Regions from separate parts of the Zea mays genome. Here region 1 is linked to region 2. A link is a contact called in public Hi-C data. All regions are on one chromosome and are shown on one strand. Each heading gives the region's core, a stretch centred on a gene start, on an enhancer-like site or on the middle of the called end of the contact. The rest is flanking DNA. Distances are from core to core; before and after follow the strand shown. Region 1 overlaps LOC100278461. Region 2 has its middle 37 kb from the start of LOC109939522.

Evidence for each region. Hi-C and Micro-C count contacts between places; a contact is called where the count stands out from the background.
Region 1: a contact with region 2 is called in a Hi-C map of tassel, with 6 times the contacts expected there. The contact joins two enhancer-like sites. A contact is called at or near these places in 2 of 25 Hi-C or Micro-C datasets (ear and tassel).

Annotation. Positions count from the first base shown.
Region 1 is chr5:107,927,442-107,930,469 of Zm-B73-REFERENCE-NAM-5.0, reverse strand. It overlaps LOC100278461, which reads left to right. Exons shown (of 13, transcript NM_001151734.1): 13 at 454-939. The coding sequence ends at 494. Among protein-coding and RNA genes, the nearest start is that of LOC100278461, 52 kb to the left of the region's middle. Within about 2 kb of position 1,264, at least 15 of the 20 cell types and tissues checked have an H3K27ac peak or open chromatin away from gene starts, as enhancers often do. A contact at or near this core is called in ear and tassel, where this site is marked.
Region 2 is chr5:107,267,583-107,270,657 of Zm-B73-REFERENCE-NAM-5.0, reverse strand. No RefSeq gene overlaps it. Among protein-coding and RNA genes, the nearest start is that of LOC109939522, 37 kb to the left of the region's middle. Within about 2 kb of position 1,612, at least 14 of the 20 cell types and tissues checked have an H3K27ac peak or open chromatin away from gene starts, as enhancers often do. A contact at or near this core is called in ear and tassel, where this site is marked.

The DNA of each region.
Region 1 (3,028 bases), core at 15-2,514, 660 kb before region 2:
CGCCTTCACTTCATCCGCGATCGTGTTGTCGTCGGTGATGTTCGTGTTCTTCGTGTCCCGACTACCTCGCAGTTCGCCGCCATCTTCACCAAGGGGCTATCGTTGAGTGTATTCACTGAGTTTCGATCCAGCCTCAACATTTGTACATGATGAGTTGAGACTGCGTGGGTGTTAGACTTCTGTTTAGGGTTAGGATTAGGGTTCTCATGTAATTACCTAATTACCCCTATTATAATGGGCTTGGATTAGGGTTAGGGTTTCATATATTTCAACTAGTATGCATTCACTTATAAGCTTTCATGATGTTAGAATTGTTTTATTCCTCAACAGCTATGCCCTATATTTCAATTTCATCATTAGATATGATTATGAATAATGTTTCTAGGAAGCCATTATGTCTCTACTAAGCAAAATGTTTCCAACCTGACCAAAAACTTGTTGCTTGCTTTTCAGCACCCTTGTCAGAGACTGATGCAGCATTAATGGAATATTAAGCTTCACATGTGCACTATGTAATATTTTGACCACTGCAGACGCAGCCTGGAGGTTATTGTGGCTTATGTTTGTCTTATTGACTATTCGGCTAGTTGCTTGCGAGTTGCAACCATGTTGAGATACAGATGCTTCATCAGAATTTGTGGGGTATATGTTGACTATTGATGCGGGGAGAGGTGATATTGATGCTGTTTTTTCCCCTTCTGGACAAGGCTCTATAGGTGCCGGCGTTGTACCAACTGTAGTGGACGCAATAGGAAAGCCCAATCTTGTATATTTAGTTACTATACATCAGCAGTATTTGTGCTGTAATACTTTTTCGAATTGCTGAAATATGTGTTTTTCTGCTAGTTGCGTCCTCCTGAGTTTTCTCAGTTTCAGTGTACGAAATTGCAAATCACGAATCTAATGAGGTTAAGCCAACGGGGACTGTGTTCAGAGTTAGATCGTATATGGTTACCCAAAACACTGTACTGTTGTACATTGTATATTGTACCGTTTGTAAAGTGAAGTTTGAATATAAAGATGGATGTAGGTAAACTGCTAGGGATAGTTTTAGCAATGGTCACTAGAATAGGGTTTCTAGGGATTTTTAAGGGCTGCTCCTATTTTTGAGCCTTTTTTGCTAAACTCCAGCAACAGATTCGAAATCGAGGTCTTTATTTCTTATTCTTTTTTATACCTTATTGTTTGCTCTAGGCATGTACCAGCTTCGACTGCAGGATGCGGCAAAGCACATGAAGGTGTGTGCCGAGTGGGCCTGGGCTTGTAAATGCTGCTAAGGAATCTTAAAGGAAGCATAGGCAATAGGAAAGGGTGCGGCAAAGCACATGAAGGTGTGGGCCAAGTGGGTTTGTGCTTGTAAACGCTCCTAAAGAATACATAAAGGAAGCGTAGGAAATAGGAAAGGGACAGGACGAGAAAACAGTAAGCAATTCTAAATCCCCCTCTGCTGTTCTTCCCCAGTCTGTCTTCCTGTAATTCTCAGCTTCCCAATTCCTAGTTGTTGACAATTGGTATTAGTGGGATCGATCTCAGAGTCCATGGATCCCAACCTGAAGTCGGCCATGGAGGAACAATCAAAGATCCTTTGCGAGTTCAGTGACCGCCTTGCGGCCCAGGAAGCGCGGTGGCGTGGTCAGGAGTCCATAATTGAAGCACTGAAATCTCATATCGTTTCCTCTGATCGATGCTTGTCTGAACTATCATCGGGCCTCCGCATTGACATGGAAGCACATTTGACGGGGTCAGATGTCCACACGGGCACGAGGCTATGTCAGATTGAGGAGGATGCAGGTGCTCGCGTCGCCACGGACGTCTCTGCACCAACCCTGGCTCCTGTTGTCAATGCCGACAACTAGGGCGAGCTCTTCAATGGCGATCATGCTGCTATCAACGCTGACTGTAACACCCCAAGTGTTACATGGTTTCTGCATGACTTCACTAGCTTAACCCTCACAAGTAGAGTAAAACTGCACTAAGCAAAGCCATAAATGGAAACTCAGACCCTAAGTAAATACCAAGTTACCAAGAGTTATCACTATAGAATCTTCCTATGATCATTAACAAGGTAAGGTGAACTAAAACCCCTAATTGGTCTTATCTTGAGCAAAATAGAAGTCAGATAAGGAAAGCTAAATGGACCTTACTACCAAGGCTTGGACCAAAAACTTAATAATGTAACATACCAAATCAGTTCACTACGAGTTAGACTACAAATCATCACTAAAAAACATGGATGAAACTTTCCTAAACAACCACAAAAGGGAGAGAAATAAGCACCAAGTTCAGCTCACTATTCTCTGAAAATTTAGACCCGATTAGAACTCTCTCGCGTTCAACACGAAAACAACCCCAAATCTAATCACTCCAATTGACAAAGTTGTGTCAAATTAACCAACCTAGCCCCTGTCAGAAGATGGCATTGGGACTCCACCCCTAGACAAGGCAAAACGATGGTGTTGCCTCAGAACCGCACTAGCCGACGGTCCATATTTCCAGACCATGTATCTCTTGCACCAGTGGCCGAAATCTTTGAACCCCCTACAAAAGAGCATGCTTGAGGTTGGGAGAACACGCCATGTACAGAGATCTTGCCAAGATCGGGCATGAAACGGTGACTACACGCGCGAGAAGAAGGGCTTAAGCAAACGAGCCACGTGTTCGACCCGGGATGGCACGCTAGAGCGCGCCCAACCCACGTGTGCGCGTGCCCCGGCACCCGCGGTCGGCCACTCCCTTGCCCGCCTGCGCTCACGCCTATAAAGGCCACCCAGCTCTCAGGCAATACCCCGACACTTCTCCCCCACAGTACCGAGCTCCACCTGAGACCTTGCCAACTCTGGCGAGCTCAGCGCGCCCCGCCATCGCCTTCGAACACCGGCCACCGTGACCAAACCACCTGGACCATGTTCCACCCCACACCGACACTCAGATAACTTCTCTGAGCCCCCATGAACCCACGCCTCGCCAGAGTTGCGCCACTGCTTGCCGGACCACACCCGAGCGCCGGTGAGTGTAGACCCGCTTCCAT
Region 2 (3,075 bases), core at 363-2,862:
TGACAGACGATATCACATCAAAAATCAATATTAATTATAATTTTTTTGAGTAAGATGAGTTGTCAAAACTAATAAAAAAAGTTAAATGGATTATAAATTAAGACGGATTGAGCATTAAATTGTCGATCCAATCCGATGCATGCCGTAGAGCTTTCACTACACAAACAGCTAGAATTCTGTGTGGAAGAGTCTACTCGGCTTCTTTATTTCATACTTATCGATTTCGAAATTAAAATGGCGCTCATTATTAATTGCTTCGGTCCAACGACAAATCTCCACACCGTGCTTCGTGGAAAGGAAAAGTGCTTGTTAGGAAGCTAGCTATGCCACATGTGTAGCTCACGTATGGAGTGAATTATTATCGTATCACCGTGCGTCTTCTTTCGTCGTTAATTAGACTTGCATGCTGAGAATCCATGTCCCTGGTCTGAAACACACTTCGCAAGTGGAGTATACCATGCAAGAACCAAAACAAGTAGAGGATTAATTGATTGAAGCGGCATTGCAAGAGAGAATATATTTCGAAAATGAAGAATATAGATAGTCTCTTCACACACACACACACACACACACACACACACACACACACACACACACACACATATATATATATATATATATATATATATATATATATATATATATATATATATATATATATATATATATATATATATATATATATATATATATATATATATATATATATATATATATATATATATATATATACACACACGTGTATTATATATGGAGCAAATTTACATGCATGCATACTACATAGTCTAGACTAATCCCTCGATATGATTATTCATTAGCAGCTAGCTAGCTCGATGGAGGGAGAAAGGAAGGAAAAGTGGAAGGGATGGCAGTCACGCATAAACCGATTGGATTTGGATCCACCAAAAACAAGACACGATCGACTACAGAACTGTCTTCATCTCGCGCGGATTTTCATTCCATGCTGCAAAAGCCAACAAGTCTTGTCACTGGGCGGCAGTGGCGGCCGGCGCCTGCTGCTGCTGATGCTGGTCGTTCTTCTGGTGGCTGTGGAACGTGGCGATGTAGATGGCGGCCCTGTTGTCGACGTCCCACTCGCCGCCGTCGTCGTCGCTGGGCCACACCCTCCTGACCCTCCTCTCGTCGCCATAGCCGGCCGCGTCCTCGCCCATGGAAGAGAAGCAACTGCCCATCGCGCTTTGCGCGTGCGCTTCTCCTCCTCCTTGCTGGCTCGGGTTCTTTTGGCAGGCACGCACCTGGTCCGGGACTCCGGACGGAGCTGAGATGATCGAGCTGCTTGGTTTGGTTGGCTGGTTTTCCGGTCGATGTGGTGTGGTGCCGGTAGTGGGTTGGCGCGAGTGCAATTATTTATAGCAGGGGGCTTGATCACTTGGACAGAGAAGGTGCGGTGTGCACTGACGCATGCAGTTGGGCGTGGCGTCCCAGCGAGTCGTGCTGCGCAGCAGGTCTGTCCGACGGGCGACGACGCAGCGCGCGGAATGGAATCCGGGAGGATTCTTCAGCCGGCGCGAGTTGGCGGGCGGTTTGGACGGTGGGGATGGGCCGAGAGCGAGGCCCACGCCGCACGGCCGCACCCGCACCGCACACGCCATGGGAATGGGAATGACTGGATGGACTGTAGCGCACAGCTTGCACCTGAGCACGCGTTCGGCTGCCAGACTCACTCACCAAGTCATTAGACTCGCCGCTGCTCATCGCTGGATTGTGCAGGACGACGTACGGTACGGGTGGTGATGAGCAGGCTGGTGGAGCACAGGTGTAACCGGAGCATCCAATGGTCTGAAGAGGATAATTATTCAATTGAATAGTTTATTCAGATATCCACAACATATCCGGTTTTTAGATTCGGATATTATAGTTTAGATATCGATTCTTGATATCCATCAGATTTTGGATATTTGATATCTTTCCCGATATCTAGATTTCGAAGATCTATCCGGATATCTATGTGCATTTAATGATTTTTTTTAAAAAAAATTAATAATACACAAATAGCCTCAAATGCATGAAATTTTACGGAGGCGTAACATATGTCCATAAATAATTCTCAGAAATATTTGGACCATAAAATCCATAATATGCCATCATTTCTTCCGTTTTTTACTTTCATTTCCCATATGAGTTACATGTGAAATCGCTCTAAGTATTCAAGTTTCAACATAATCAGTACTCTATTTTTTACTCTAAGATTATCTTTTATAGAATGTTTATTAATCTTGAAAACTTATTTTCATTTTTTGGTTAACACTAGAATATTTTATAAATTTAATAGTTTTTTGTTGATTTTTTAGAAAGAAATTAATAATACACAAATAGCCTTAAAAATTTATGAAAGTTTTCGGAGGTGCTACATATGTCCACATATAATCCTCAAAAATATTTGGACTATAAAATATACAAGATGTTAGTGTTTCTTCCATTTAACTTCCACTTGTTGCTTGAGTTACATGTGAAATCAGTCTAAGTATTTAAGTTTTAACATAATCAATACTTCGCTTTATCATTTTCATGTGCGGACTTGAGGTTATCTTCTTATAGAATATTTATTTGTCTAGGTAATTTATTTGCAATTTTCAGTCGACTCTTTAATATTTTATGAATTTAATTGTATTTTGATGATTTTCTGTAGAAAGAAATTAATAGTACACAAATAGTCTTAGAAATTTATGAAATTTTATAGAGGCAAAAAATATGTCCACTTCTAATCCTAAAAAATGTTTGACTCAAAGAGTGGCTAAATGATTACAACAACTGTGATATGTCTGGAATGGTGTCTTACATGGTATCCGACAAAAAATCTGTTATCGATTGTCACACCCGGGTTTTAGGGATCCGGGCGCAAACGCAATCACCAAGTGTGCTGAGACCAAGTCTCACACATATGATGAACCATGGTATAGAAATGAATGTCACAACTTTACTATATAGTAGGAATTCTGTACAAAATAAATAAATAATTACATCATAAGGAGACAACGATCCAGCAACCCAAAGTTGACTGGAAGACGACGGCCTAAACCTCTCAAGAACACATCGCAGCGTCCTACATGTGTC